2 separate regions of the Mus musculus genome follow, and region 1 is linked to region 2. The links are chromatin contacts, called in public HiChIP or PLAC-seq maps. All regions are on one chromosome and are shown on one strand. Each heading gives the region's core, a stretch centred on a gene start, on an enhancer-like site or on the middle of the called end of the contact. The rest is flanking DNA. Distances are from core to core; before and after follow the strand shown. Region 1 holds the start of Ehf (ets homologous factor). Region 2 overlaps Cd44 (CD44 antigen).

What was found. HiChIP or PLAC-seq counts read pairs in DNA pulled down with a chosen protein or histone mark.
Region 1: a contact with region 2 is called in an HNF4G HiChIP or PLAC-seq map of pancreatic cancer cells. The contact joins the promoter of Ehf here to the enhancer-like site in region 2. A contact is called at or near these places in 3 of 39 promoter capture datasets (erythroid cells and liver), 2 of 115 datasets of contacts at active chromatin or transcription factors (embryonic stem cells and pancreatic cancer cells) and 1 of 9 other capture datasets (adipose tissue).

What each region holds. Positions count from the first base shown.
Region 1 is chr2:103,301,027-103,307,485 of GRCm38.p6, forward strand. It overlaps Ehf (ets homologous factor), which reads right to left and starts at 2,170. Exons shown (of 9, transcript NM_007914.3): 1 at 2,029-2,170.
Region 2 is chr2:102,804,516-102,811,388 of GRCm38.p6, forward strand. It overlaps Cd44 (CD44 antigen), which reads right to left. Exons shown (of 9, transcript NM_001039151.1): 9 at 6,626-6,873. Among named protein-coding and RNA genes, the nearest start is that of Gm13872, 61 kb to the left of the region's middle. Within about 2 kb of position 1,461, at least 31 of the 459 cell types and tissues checked have an H3K27ac peak or open chromatin away from gene starts, as enhancers often do. A contact at or near this core is called in pancreatic cancer cells, where this site is marked.

The DNA.
Region 1 (6,459 bases), core at 920-3,419, 500 kb after region 2:
TATGAAACCACATTCTTACATGTTAAAAACGCAAGGAAGCACAATGAACACAGCCTGGTTCTCAAATCCCCAAAGAGCGGAGGATATCAGAAGGAAATAAAACCTAGTAAGGGTCCGGAAAGCAAAATCCCACTTCCTTAGAGCAGAACACGGCCCCAAAGCACTTACCTCTGACCTGCTAATAATACCAACTAGCTAAGCGAATACCAGCAAGAACAGAGCTGAAGTCTCAGTTCTGTTTTTTTCTCAGGCCTTCAAAGGTATTGAAAGAGGACTGAGGTAACACCAGCCAATGAATGGGAGACCCTGAGGGTACCCACAAACATGGAGTCATAGGTATGAGTGGGGCTTATCAGAAGTTTAGAAAGACCCAAGGTATTTACATAAGAAATCACAGTATTATAATAATATAATAAGGAAAACATCAGAAAACTTGTGTGGATATAGGTAATATAATTTTTAGCACACACAACAACAACAAAAAATGTTATTGACTCTGGGACCTTTTGCATAAACGAGGCCTAGGTCAAGCACACGTCCATACCCACAACTATGGGAAGAGGTCCTGGATAAGGGTCTCATGAGTGGTCACAGAACTTCTAACACAGCTTCCTCAAGATTGCTCTCTCAACGTCTCTGCCCAGTGAAATAGAAACATGGGAGGTGGTACTCGTAATAGTTGGTAGTGTTTAAATGTGGTTATAAACTTCCAAATAACTCCAGTCTCTCCCACCACAGTTCTTAAATGCCACTCTCCAGTGATGCAGCAGAAACTAGTCCCACATGGCTCCATATTCTAATAGCATTCTCAACTGTGAAATTCTCTTTATCTCTTCTGTAAAGAGAAATAAGAAACTTTATCTCTTCTGTAGAAATTGACTCTTCCCTGGACCTCAAGGAAAGTAGCGCCCAGCCATTCCGGATCCCTAACTTCTCCTTATCCATTGAAAGATATTGCCTTGATAAATCCTCACACCAGTGTCCACAGAACCAACTGGCGTTTCCATCAGAAATCTCAGACTCTGAACTCCCCCATTCTCCCTGAGATCAATGTGGAAAAACAATGGAGACACCTGAGGACTCTGAGAATTTTATGCTTCATCCAGAACATGTATCATCGCGCAAAGCAGATTTCAGAGTCCCAAGGAAGACAAGAAAATTAACGTGGTCTTGCCACTTCGTTGCTCTCATGAACCAACAAGATTCATCCCCCCACTGATCTCGGCTCTATCCACACTGAGACCAACACTTGTTCATAGTGTACAAACAAAATCAAAAGAGTCCCTGCATCCAGGACATTTGTTGCTGGTGAGTCATGTCTGCCTGTCTGGTCATAGTATTCCATTGTGGAAAAACAAAGGGTTGGTCTGTCCTCTTGTGATACGGTAAAAATCATCTACCTAAGTTGAGTTTTCTTTTTGCCTAGGATCATTTTTAAGGGTACCACCTGCCTAACCTTGACCACCTGACTCCTGCCGCCTTTGTGAATATAGATTCTTTTACCTATCTACACCTATTTCCTCAAACTGGAATACACTAAAGATGAATTGGCTTTTCCCTATAGCTCCTGAGTCAGAAGAAATATCAGTCAAGACACCTCTAGACTGTGAGACCATAAGCTCACCCTGAGCACTACCATCCCTTAGCCAGCCAGCTCGTCACTGAGCGACATCAGAGTCACCTGTCTCCGTTTGCTTTTTTTTGTCCCAGAGAAATCTAACCCAGGGATATAGCTCTGGCATACATACCACATGGGCAGAGAGAAACCGGGGGCTTTTAGACTCTCACTGATTGGCAGTCCAGACAATGTAGGGAATTCACAGATAACACTCACACAGGAGTAACCCAGCTGCTCTCACCCAGATAAACTCTAACAAGACCCAGTGGGGGAGCCAGGGGAACACAAGCTCTACTTCCTGCCAGCTGCCTCTGGTTTATTTTCACCTGTCTGCTTCAAGACAGCTTGTCTTTCCACCGAGCAGGTGTTTGAATCTCAGGTTCAAAAGAAGTTTAAAAGCGAGGACTTACCTCATTTACCTAAAGATTCTGGGTGGGAAGTCCTATGGCTCTGGTGATGAAGAAGAAGGCAGGAAGCTATCACACCAGCTCCTACCGAGATGGGGAGCCACGGCCTTATCACGTCTGAGCTCTCATCAGAGTGAAGATAAATGCATATGACAATAATTTAAAATCATTTTGTAGGATGTTAAGCAATAAGCCACCAACCGGGAATTCCCTAAGTCACTTCCCCCTCCTCTGATTGGCTGCCCGGCCCTTTAAAAAAATAAAATAAAGGATTACAAACATTGGCTCATTTGCATTTGGCCAACTCAGACGTTAGTGTTCAAACAAAACAGGTCTAACCAGGTTATGCCTGTGTCTCAAGAACAGAGGCGACCTGTTAATGGATGAGGAATTGATTTGGTCGTGACTGTACTTTTCAGCTTAGAGGCAGTTTCAGGTGAAAAGTATCTCGCTCCCCAAAAGATGCTCTGAGGAAGGGGGAATAGAAAAGCCAAGTCCAAGTCCCTGTCAAGCAAATGAAGGAAGAGGGCCTGAGGTGCTCTTAAACATCCGGCTCATTTTCTAACCCGTATTTAGTCCTCTGCTATGTCATCAAGATCTTTGCCCTGGCTGTGCAGGTACCCGGCGTGGAAGGAGCTTCTAGTTTCTAGTCCATTCTGTCTGTCTCTGGGCATCATGACCAACTCTTTGTAGTGACTCTTGACAATTTCAGAGGCTTTTCCCCAGTCCCAGGTAAGCACCTCAGAGGATCGGACAGCCCTGGAAGGGAGGGGCCACTGTGAAATGTCTTTGGGCAACAATCCTCAGCCAGACAAGGGCTGGAGGACCAGCTTGTCTTCCCTTCCCCTTGACTCTTACACGATGCATCGTACTGCTTATCAGCCCTCCCTGTAGGATCCAGAAAAGAGAAAACCAAATGCCAGTCTGAGCAAGATGTGAACTGCTGAGGGGACCTACGGATTTCACAGATCCCCACCCCCTGAGCTAAGGGTGCACAGGGAGTTTCCGATTCTTGCTTCACTGGGTCCCACATGTTTCTCCACCTGCACAGGTGAGCGACTACCCTGGCCAGGAAAAATACAATCCCCTAACCATTAACTTTCCCTTCTGGGTCTTCCTGGACACCAGCCTTCTATGAGCAAAGCATCCCCTGGCAGGTTTGTTGAACTCGGCGAGGCTCTTCTCCCTTTGTCGGAAGACAGGAAGGAGTTTGGCAAAAAGATTTTGTGATCACAACTCAGTTCCTTCTGTGGCAAAAAAAAAAAAAAAAAAAAAAAAAAAAAGTGTGTGTGTGTGTGTGTGTGTGTGTGTGTGTATGCAAAAGTTCATGGAAAAAACAAAACCCAAATGGTTGTTGTGCTGCTGACTGGGGCAGGAGCCAGCCAGCTTCAATGCTCTCTTGTACTTGTTGCTTGGTTTAAGCACCATGAATTCAGAGAAGTTCCAGGTTCAAAAGACAGAGGTGAGGCAAGGGTGGGTTTGGAGGGGTCTTTAAAGGAGGTATTGGCATCCTTAATGTTTAGGGTTTAGGGTGACTCTCTGAAGCTGCTCTTTAACCTCCAGCAAATAAACCCACCTCCCCTGCAGTTCAACCTTATCTAGCTGCCAAAGGCTCTGTTGACATGCAAATGTATGCCCTGGGCCTTATAAAAACAGTAAATGTCATCACTGCCCATTATCATATTAGCCCCAATTAGTCTATCAGCTCCAGATCTGAGAGGCCCCAGGGAACAGCCAGCTGGAGTTTTGCTGGAGAGATGAATCAAGCTACCCTAACTCCACCCACCATAGGGTGTTTGCTGCGGGGGGGGGGGGGGGGGCGGGGGGGGGGGCTCTAGGGAAGCAACCTTAGCCTTCTCCACACTTTTGCGTGACCTTCACCTGAAACAGCAGAGTCTGGTAAGGGGTATGGTGTGTATAGTCCTGAAGTACGAACATCAAATACAAATACCTAAAATTTGTGGCTCCGTAGCCCAGGCCCAGCCACTCTTAGTTATGGGCCTTTTAATATCAAGAAGAGGCAAGACTCTTTCTGCTTCCATTCCTTTTACACTAATTCTAATAAGCTAGATGGACACTCCTGAGAAGGGACAATCTGGGGCATTGGTGGAGGTGGGATGTCAACTTATAGCCACAGCCACTGTGGATGTGTATATATATATATATATATATATATATATATATATATATATATGTGTGTGTGTATATATATATATACATACACACACGTACCTCCACAGCTGTATATATTAATATACATATGAATATATATGTATACATATATTAATATATATTACCTAACCAAGTGTCTTATAATTAGTGGGTCTGTATTAAATATTGATTGTTTTCTTTACTTGGGACTAAACTTACCTTTCTAAAAGAAAAACAATAGCTAAAACAGTACTTTCCATCTTGGGGGGGGGGGCAGAGAGAGAGAGATTGAGAGATTGAGAGAGAGAGAGAGAGAGAGAGAGAGAGAGAGAGAGAGATCGATTCCTAGGCATTCATTCATGGAGAAACTCCTCCAGATGAAGTCATTTACCTGATAGTCAATTTCAAAAAGACAGTGCTGGTAGGTAGGTAGCTAGCTAGCTAGGTAGGCAGGTAGGTAGGTAGATGAAGAAGAATTGGGCAGAGTGTCATTATCACCACAGATTTCTATCATTCACTCTATGTTTCTAAGGTTCTCTGGAAGACAGATAAGAAGGAAATAGAACCAGGAACTATACTAAGGTCTCTAGAAACACAAATACTCTGAATAGAAATCTGCCAGGCATCGGACTTGTACAAAGCCTCTGAGTCAAGTCCTGAGGCAAGATGTCTCAGTAAAGTGCCTACTGTACAAACATGAGGACTTTCGTTTGGATCCACTGTGCCCAGGTAAAATGCCAGGCACGGTAGCATGCACCTGCAATCCTAGCACTAGGGATGACAAAAGGTTCCCTGTGGCTTGCTGGTCAGCTAGTCCTGCTGAGTCACTGACAGTTCCTGTCTCAGAACCTAAGGTGGGGAGCCACTGAAGAAAATGTCAACCTCTGGCCTCTATGTGCACAAGCACTCAAGTGCATACACACAGGCATAACAAACACCACACACACACACACACACACACACACAGTAAGAAACAGAGGGACCTAACTGTTAAACCGAGAGTCTGAGATCAGCAAGCCTTAAGGGGTCCAAGGCTCAGACAAGGCCCCGATGTCATTGCAAGGCCAAAGGCAGTGATGTCCTTGTTTTGCACAAAGGCAGATGCTCACTGGCTTTACACTTCAGACCCTAACTAGAAGCCTATATTCATCTTTGAAAGCAAGTGTGTGTCTGTGTATATTGCTGTCTCTCATTCTCTCCTGATGATCTGTATCTACTGAGTGTGATATGTAATAAAAGACAAACAAAAGTTTAACACAAGCTGAACAGGAACAAGAAATATTCCCTCTCTCTCTCTCTCTCTCTCTCTCTGTGTGTGTGTGTGTGTGTGTCTGTCTGTCTGTCTGTCTGTCTGTCTGTCTCTCCATGTATAACTAACAGGAGGTAGAAAGTCAGTCACTTATTAGCCTGGTTATAGCCAAATAAGGAACTAGACTTCATACATATGATGTACATAAAGTCTCTAGAAACACAAATACTCTGAATAGAAACCTGCTTCATCTTCCCGACAGGTCTTACCATCCTCTTAAGTTCTGAACGTTAATGATTAGATTTCTGGACCCTGCAATGATCTCACAGGCCCTGAAAGTGGCCTTCTGTTTCTTGGGGAGGTCATAGGTTGACTGTTGTCCTCACGTTTGCACGGAGTGTTTGCACAGAGCTCTCTGTGGCTATCACCATCACATCTGTGCACCCACCAGCTGCTGAGCAAGGCCTCCGCACTGCTGAGGTGAGAGACAGCCTCGCTGGGAAGTAGGGAGGAGCCAGTGATGCTGAGAAGTGCTCAATGTGGCAAGAGACAGATGGAGAGACACAGGCAGGCAGACAGGCAGACAGACAAACAGACAGCTTTCTCCATCATTTGAACATGTCTCCAGCCCTACTTAAGCACTAAAGAAAAAAACAGAAGTACCCTAAATTCCTACCCAGCACCATTGCCCCTGCCTTACCTCTTCTACAGTGTATTATCTTGCTATTCCCTCTCTGGCTTTATCTTCCCTCAGGACCAGCCTCACACACTGTCCCAACTCCACTGTGGGGACAATCACTCTGGTTCTCGAATCAAACTACTCCCAGACTCTCAGGACCAATTCTCAGTCTCAGAAAGGGCCAGAAGACCAAGCAAAAGTTGACCTCTGCCAGACAAATTTTCTGTAACCAGAATTTTCTTTTCTCTATGGGGAAAAGCTTTTCATAATTAGAGCAGGCTTTCCCACCCTCTGTGTCTCTTTATAACAGATGAATTAAAATTGAATATATCTAAGGTATACAACATGATGCTTT
Region 2 (6,873 bases), core at 211-2,710:
AACCCACTGCTTTACAGCTACTGTGATTTATGTGGCTACTGTGTTCACAGATGAGACTTAATAAACAACCGTTATCTGAGTGCTCCTGGATAACTGTTTTGATCCCTTTCTTCTTTTCACCCTTCTCCTTTTATCTTTCTGACATCTTTTTCTGGATATTCTCTATTTCTTGAGGAGACTTCAAGTGATAGGAGGGAGAAAGTAAAAAAGCAAAGCTCTCAAGAACTCCACTGACTTCATCAGAAATCTGAATTTCCTTCAGGTCTCCAACTGCTCAAAACCTGCCTCCCCACTTCTAAGCAGATAAATTCCAAATTGTCTGCCTAGATTCTGAGGAGGCTGGGCCCTGGAATGGGTAGCCGTTCTCTCCTCTCTACATCTAGAGGACACCAAGTTCTGGCAAGGCCTTTGTGAAATAAAATAAAATAAAATAAAATAAAATAAAATAAAATAAAATAAAATAAAATAAAAAGCAGTAACATACCTGCCTACTTCCACACTCCCCAGAAAACAAGAGAGGTCCCTGTTTCCTCTCTAATAGCTATTTGAGTATCTGGGTGAGAAGACTAGGGTGTCAGCACTTCTGGTGTGAGGAATGAGAAACAGAAAAGCCATATGCTCCTATCAAATTTTGTCTTTTTGTCTCATTCAATTTCCCAGATATCTTTCTGATAGAAATGACTATTCCCATCTTACAGATGAGAAAATGAAGACACATCATTGCTAAATTACTTAAGATACACATCAGTAAACAAAGTATGGCAAAGTTGGGTTTGAACCCAGGGTCTGACTTTAAAGACGGTCATGCTAAAACTAGATGTTAGCTGCTTTTCCTGGAGTTTTTGCCATTTCTCCTCCGGGGGTGAGGATGGAGGAAGTGGTTTGGATGAAGCTGCTGGAAAACAGCAGTCACCACGTGATGAGGTCAGCAGTCTGGAAGCCTGAGGAGGGTGGGATGGAAGGGGCGGGAGATGGGGAGCCCTAACAAGCAAACAAACTACTGGTGTTGAAGACTAGATGTCAGCAGAGGCAAGAAGTGGGGCCCGAGGCCAGGGTGCTGGATCAGACTTCCTAACTCTATGACCCTTTGCGTGGGCCACCATGGCACAACTCCCCACACTTCCACATGACCTGATCCTCCTTCTTCCAATAAATACAGCATCTAGGAGGTGTTTATAGGTTTCTAAATAAACTCCTTCGTCAATATAGCCTACATGGTACATATCTTCACTTATGCTTCAGGAAGACTCTTTGACTCCCACAGAGAGCTCTGGAGTGTTGGCCTGGCTTATAAGGTTTGAAAATGATCTCTTAATATCAACAAATTCAAGTTAACAAACTTATGACAATAGGCAATGAGACAGGGGAAGTCAGAACTCCAGCATAACTCTACCACTTTCTACTTGGGTGGTTTGGAGACTACAATATACTTCTCTGTGTTCCTAGCTGACTCATCCATTAAAAATGGGATAAGGATTTCTTCATCACTAGTTGAATGTATAAACACAGACATTCATAAGTGATCAGTACTAGATAGTAACTTTGGAGGCCATAATTGAGCTGGGATGTTTGTTCCCGTTTGGAGGTACAAACACAAAGCCTGTTCTCAATAAGTTTGCCAAAGTGGAAGAGAGAGGACAATGGGGAAACTGATAAGATTGAACTATGTTAGTGACAGGTGGACACGGTCAAGGCGGTACTAGGAAGGGGGAGTGCGCTCAATCTGAGTAAAGGTGGGGTAAGACACTTCCTGAGGATGACATCAAAAGCCACAGCTTGGTGCCCAATTTTGGTTAATGTGTAGCCACATCTTGGATAGGCTGATATTTCATCAAGGATACCAGATGTTTGCTTTGGTGACTCCTTGCTCTTAGGTCTTGCTTTGAAAACAAAAGCTCTTCTGTGAAAATCAATGAGCTTGCCTCACAAGGTGCCTTAGATCTTTAAATAATATGGATATAGTCACCCTAAGTTAATAACCACACAATTAGGGTCAGAGTTCAGGAAACAAGAAGGGATGGGGAAGGAAGAAACTAAAGACCTACTGTATAAATGTTGACATGGCAGGTAGGAATTCATGTGTGTATGTTTGTTTGTGTGTCTGTGTCAGTAGGTGTTGTGTACTCATGCATGTGTGTGCATATGTGTGTGTGTGTCTATATGTCTGCGTGTTTGTATTGTATGAATGTGTTCCTATGGCTGTATGCACCTATGGGAAGACCAGAGATTGATTTCAAAGGTTCTTGACATCTCTGATTGTTCTCCACCTTGATTTTGAAACAGGGTCGTTTACTGAACATGGAAGTCCTTTAAGCCAGGCCGTCTAACCAGTGAGCCCCAGAGATCTGCCTATACTGGGGGTCCCAGAGGTTGGGGTACCTCCACATGTGGCTTTTTACTTGGATGTTGGAGATGTGGACTCAGGTAGGCCCTCGTGCCTGGACAGCAGATGGTTTATTGAATGAACCATCTCCTCAGCCTTGAAATTAACATTTTGAGAGCCTATAACACACCAGATAACACTAAGAACCTTACCTAATACCCTAGCCGTGGACACTTTTCCTGCCCACTCTTTATTTCGGGTGATAAACTACAACTCCAGTTATTTAAGAAATGTAAGCAGGATCCGACTGCTAAGTAGGTGAAAGAACCAATATTAAAAAACCCAGCTTTTAGTCCTGACACCAGTGCTCGTGATCTTTATAATGCTCTGGATACTCCCAAACATACATACTTGCGTGTGTCTGCTCCTTCTTCTCCAATAGAATGGCATTTATGAATTTGTTCATGGTTTTCCATGCTATGTTACTGCTATGGCCTAAATGGTGTTTCTGAAACAAAAACATGAACATAAACATAAACATAAATATCAGAGGTAGCCTTAAGCCATGAAAATCTTTCAACACACCCACTATAAACTGTTTGTACTAAAAGGCCTTGTAATTGGTCTCCTCCTGTCTCATTCTTTGGAAGGTATCTTTATAGCTCTTCCCACTGGAAGACAGAATCAATCAATCTCTCTGTGTGTCTCTGTCTCTCTGTTTCTCTCTGTCTCTCAGTCTCTGTCTCTGTCTCTCTCTCTCCTTTAAATCTAAGTTGCACTTGGGTTTGGGCTTGGCCAAAACAATATGGTGGAATCATACAAAGTTAGTTTTGGGCTTTGACCACTAGGAGCTATGTAAGCATTCATTTTCTTTCTAGGTCCCTGCCAGGCCTATACAAGCCAGCTGGTAGCATGTGAGATACATATGGAAACAATCTTGGCATCCGAGATGAAACCATCCTAGACTGGCAGTGTTTCTCCAAGCAGTTTATCAACAACATAAACATGAATGAGTCAACTGAGCCAGCCCAGATCAGCAGAGAGACTGAATCAACCCTCAGACTTGGGAGAAATACGTTAATGTTTGTTATTTTAAGCATCTAATTTTAGAGCTCATCTTACTGCATCGGCAGTTAGCTGATACAAGCAAAATGTGAATCCCTTTTTAATTAGGAGTCAACAGAGGCAAACCATGTATTTGTTCTATTTTTAGTCTGTTCTCTAATTTGGACTGATTTCCCCCTAGATTGGATGGACCATCATCCCCTGGGATCTCCTTCCGCCATTTAAAGAATCCTCTTTATTTCTTCACCCTCACATCTTTCTTTTCTTGATAGCATTTAATTTTAGGTAGAATGCATTCTTTGGGGGTTGCCTGAGAATGACTGAATGGGCTTGGATACTGTGCATATCTGAAATTCTCCTCTTATCCATACTTTGTATCATAGCTCAGTCAAGAGTCTAGCCTGGAAATATTTCCCTCCACATTTTCTTTAAGTATAGTTAAATGAGTTTAATTTAACACAGGCTAAACAAAACACTTTCATGATGTTCATTTAGTTCAAGGTAAAACTTCCAGTGGTGTATTCTTGAAGGCCTACTATTTACTGTTAGAGTTCTAGGGGCCCTTGGTTTTGGAAGGGTTCTACAGGTGCACAGATTTTACTACTCAGCCAGGGTTAGTGTAGTCTGTGGGTTACAAGTTATTTTTCTTGGAAATACCCAAGTCTCTGGGAAGCTCTTTTGAGGGTACACTCCATTTGGCAAGCTTCCTCTAGGCTGGAAACTTTCATTCTCCCGTGTCTGTTGGCCTTCTCTCTTCAAAGATGACAAGTGAGAAGTCTGATTCTTTTGTGATTTTTTTTTTTTGCTTGGTTTTATTTTTGAGATAGTGTCTTTCTTTGTAGCCAAGGCTGGCCTATCAGACTTATGATTGTCCTAGCTGTTTTGAATCTTGCGAGCTGGGATAATAAGTACATAATATCTTATCCAGCTCTACATTTTTTTTTTTTGTGCAGGCCCTAGTTTGACGCTTGGTTCTATAAATAATGCTTTTTCTTTCTAGAAAATACAGGATCATCTTTTGCCCCAGGATGTTAAAAAAGTTAAAGACAATAGGACTTGATGTGGTTTTGTCTTTTATTAACACATACCTGGTCCTTAGTCAAATATTCATATTCATAAACTCTAAGGCATTTTGTGTTTTGTCTCTTACATAATCTCCCCTCTCTACCACCATAGTTTTCTCTTTCTGTGTTTTCTTGCGATTTGCATGTGAGATTTCCTACCAGAGCTCAGTCTTGGTGATGCCCATCTCTCTGTTTCCATTTGTCTGTCACTACCTTTGTAATAACATTTCTTCATCTTTATCTTACAAACCTCCTCCTGGGCTTATCTTTAAAATCTGTCCTTTCACATTTGAGTGTGAGAAAGGTCCATCTTGAGACAGTGAGTGTCCTTTCGTCCCTGAGTGTTCTGTCCTTGTTTCGTGCTTTGCCTGTTTTCTAACGGAGGTTGCTAATGATGGTTTTTGTTTATTTGTTTTATTCCTTCTCCAAGAATTGTTTCTGTCTCTTCCAAGTGGCTTTATCGTATTTGCTTTAGTCCTTGTATTTTGATGCTAGGTGCTTTCTGCAAGGGCTTAGTACCTCTGTCTCTTGTTAATGTAGAAAGTGAGGCATAGAGAGCGGGTGCCTGATGGGGTCTGAGAGGTGATTCTTACTGAACAATCCCTGACAGTTTCCCTGGGGGCTATCATATGAATCTCTTCAGACATTTTTCCAGGCTTATAAAATTCCCTAGAAAGGCTGAACTTCTTGAAGGAAGCAGGACTCTCTGCCAGTGTTCTGAGAGCCAAGGAAAGAGAGAAGAGAAGGCCAGGGGATTTGAGCATTTCCATATGTACAGCTTCTCTCTCTCTCTCTCTCTCTCTCTCTCTCTCTCTCTGTGTGTGTGTGTGTGTGTGTGTGTGTGTGTGTGAGAGAGAGAGAGAGAGAGAGAGAGAGAGAGAGAGAGAGAGAGAGAGAGAGATTTATTTATACTGTTCACTGTTGCCCTTAACTACTTCACCTTCTCCAGATGATAGGTAGAATTCTGCTTCTCTGTGGGGAATGTGAAAACACCATAAACTAGGCTGCATTGAGCAGGGGCAGGGGCTGGGGTTCCAACTGCCCCTTACAAAGACTCTAAGCTCCTCCACTCCCTCATCTTTTGCAGGATAGCTGATTCCAGAGCCTCTGTGGCACTCAACTGGTAATTTTGGTTATTTTTCAACTCCCCCACAACAGACTCAGGATTGAACACTTGCAAATTTTTCAACCAGTTACCATTTAACCATGATGCTTCAGCTTCAAAGCCACTGCTGTTGTTTTGTTTCTTCTCCCAAGCTCCCTTTGAGAATAGCTCTCTATTTCTGTAGTGCCTTTCTGTTTAAGAGGGAGTCTGGTGTATCCTAGCTGGACCTATTTCACAATGTGTCTGAGAATGACCTTAAACTTCTGAGCCCCGCTCCTACCTTCCAAAAGCCGGGATTGGCATGCACAACCAAGCCAATCTGTGTAGTGCTGGGAATGGGTCCTAGGCCCTTGTGTATTCCAGACACACTCTCTCTGTAAGCTCCAGCCCTAGTGTCTCTTCATAGGGGTTAAGAAGCATTCCTCATGGAATGAAGGTATGTTTCCTGCTCTCTTAAACTGAGGGACCTAAGGCAGCTCAGGAAGTCACACTTTACAGCATCTAACTCATTTTAGATGGCTCTGAACCACAGATCTCCTGTGGGAAAGTCAAACTCCCTCAACACTGGCCTCAAGTATGGAAGCTTGTGCAGATGTTTGTTTGTTGTTTTGTTTCTTAAGGGGGAAAAAAGATGCAACTCTGGTGGTGATACACACCTGTATTCCCAGCCCTTGGGAGGTAGAAGCAGGGTGATGAGGGTCTAGGGCTGGGGCAGTGAGTCAGTGCTTAAAATGCAAGTGTTCTGAGTGGAGAACAGGCTCCCAGAACCCATGTAAAATGTTGGGTGAGCTTGGTGATTCACCTGAAACCTCAGAGCAAGCTGGTTAGCAAGAGCAGCCATATTGAAGAGCCTTAAGTTTGATTTAAAGACCCGGTCTCAAAGAATAAGGCAAAAAAAAGCCATCAAGGATGACTTCTGATAGCAACCTCAGGCTTCAACATGCATGTCCACTCCTATATGTTTTTTATATGCATGCAAACATGCACTCACACATATGTACCGCATACACACACACACACACACATACACACACACACACACACACACACACACAAATGGCAAGGTCATTTTCGGCTACATATTGAATTTATTACCAGTCTGAGCTCTATGAGATCCTGTTTCAAAAATCAAACAAACAAAACAAAAACACCAAAGAAAAATAGGAGGGGGGGGCTATAAAAGAACAAAACAAAACAAAACAAAACAAAGGATGCCAGCTGCCTCTGACTTCTTCCATATTATTCAGACATCCAGACAATCACTTTCTGCCCCTCTCCACTTCCCAGACCCTTCACACCAGAGACCCTAGGTTCCA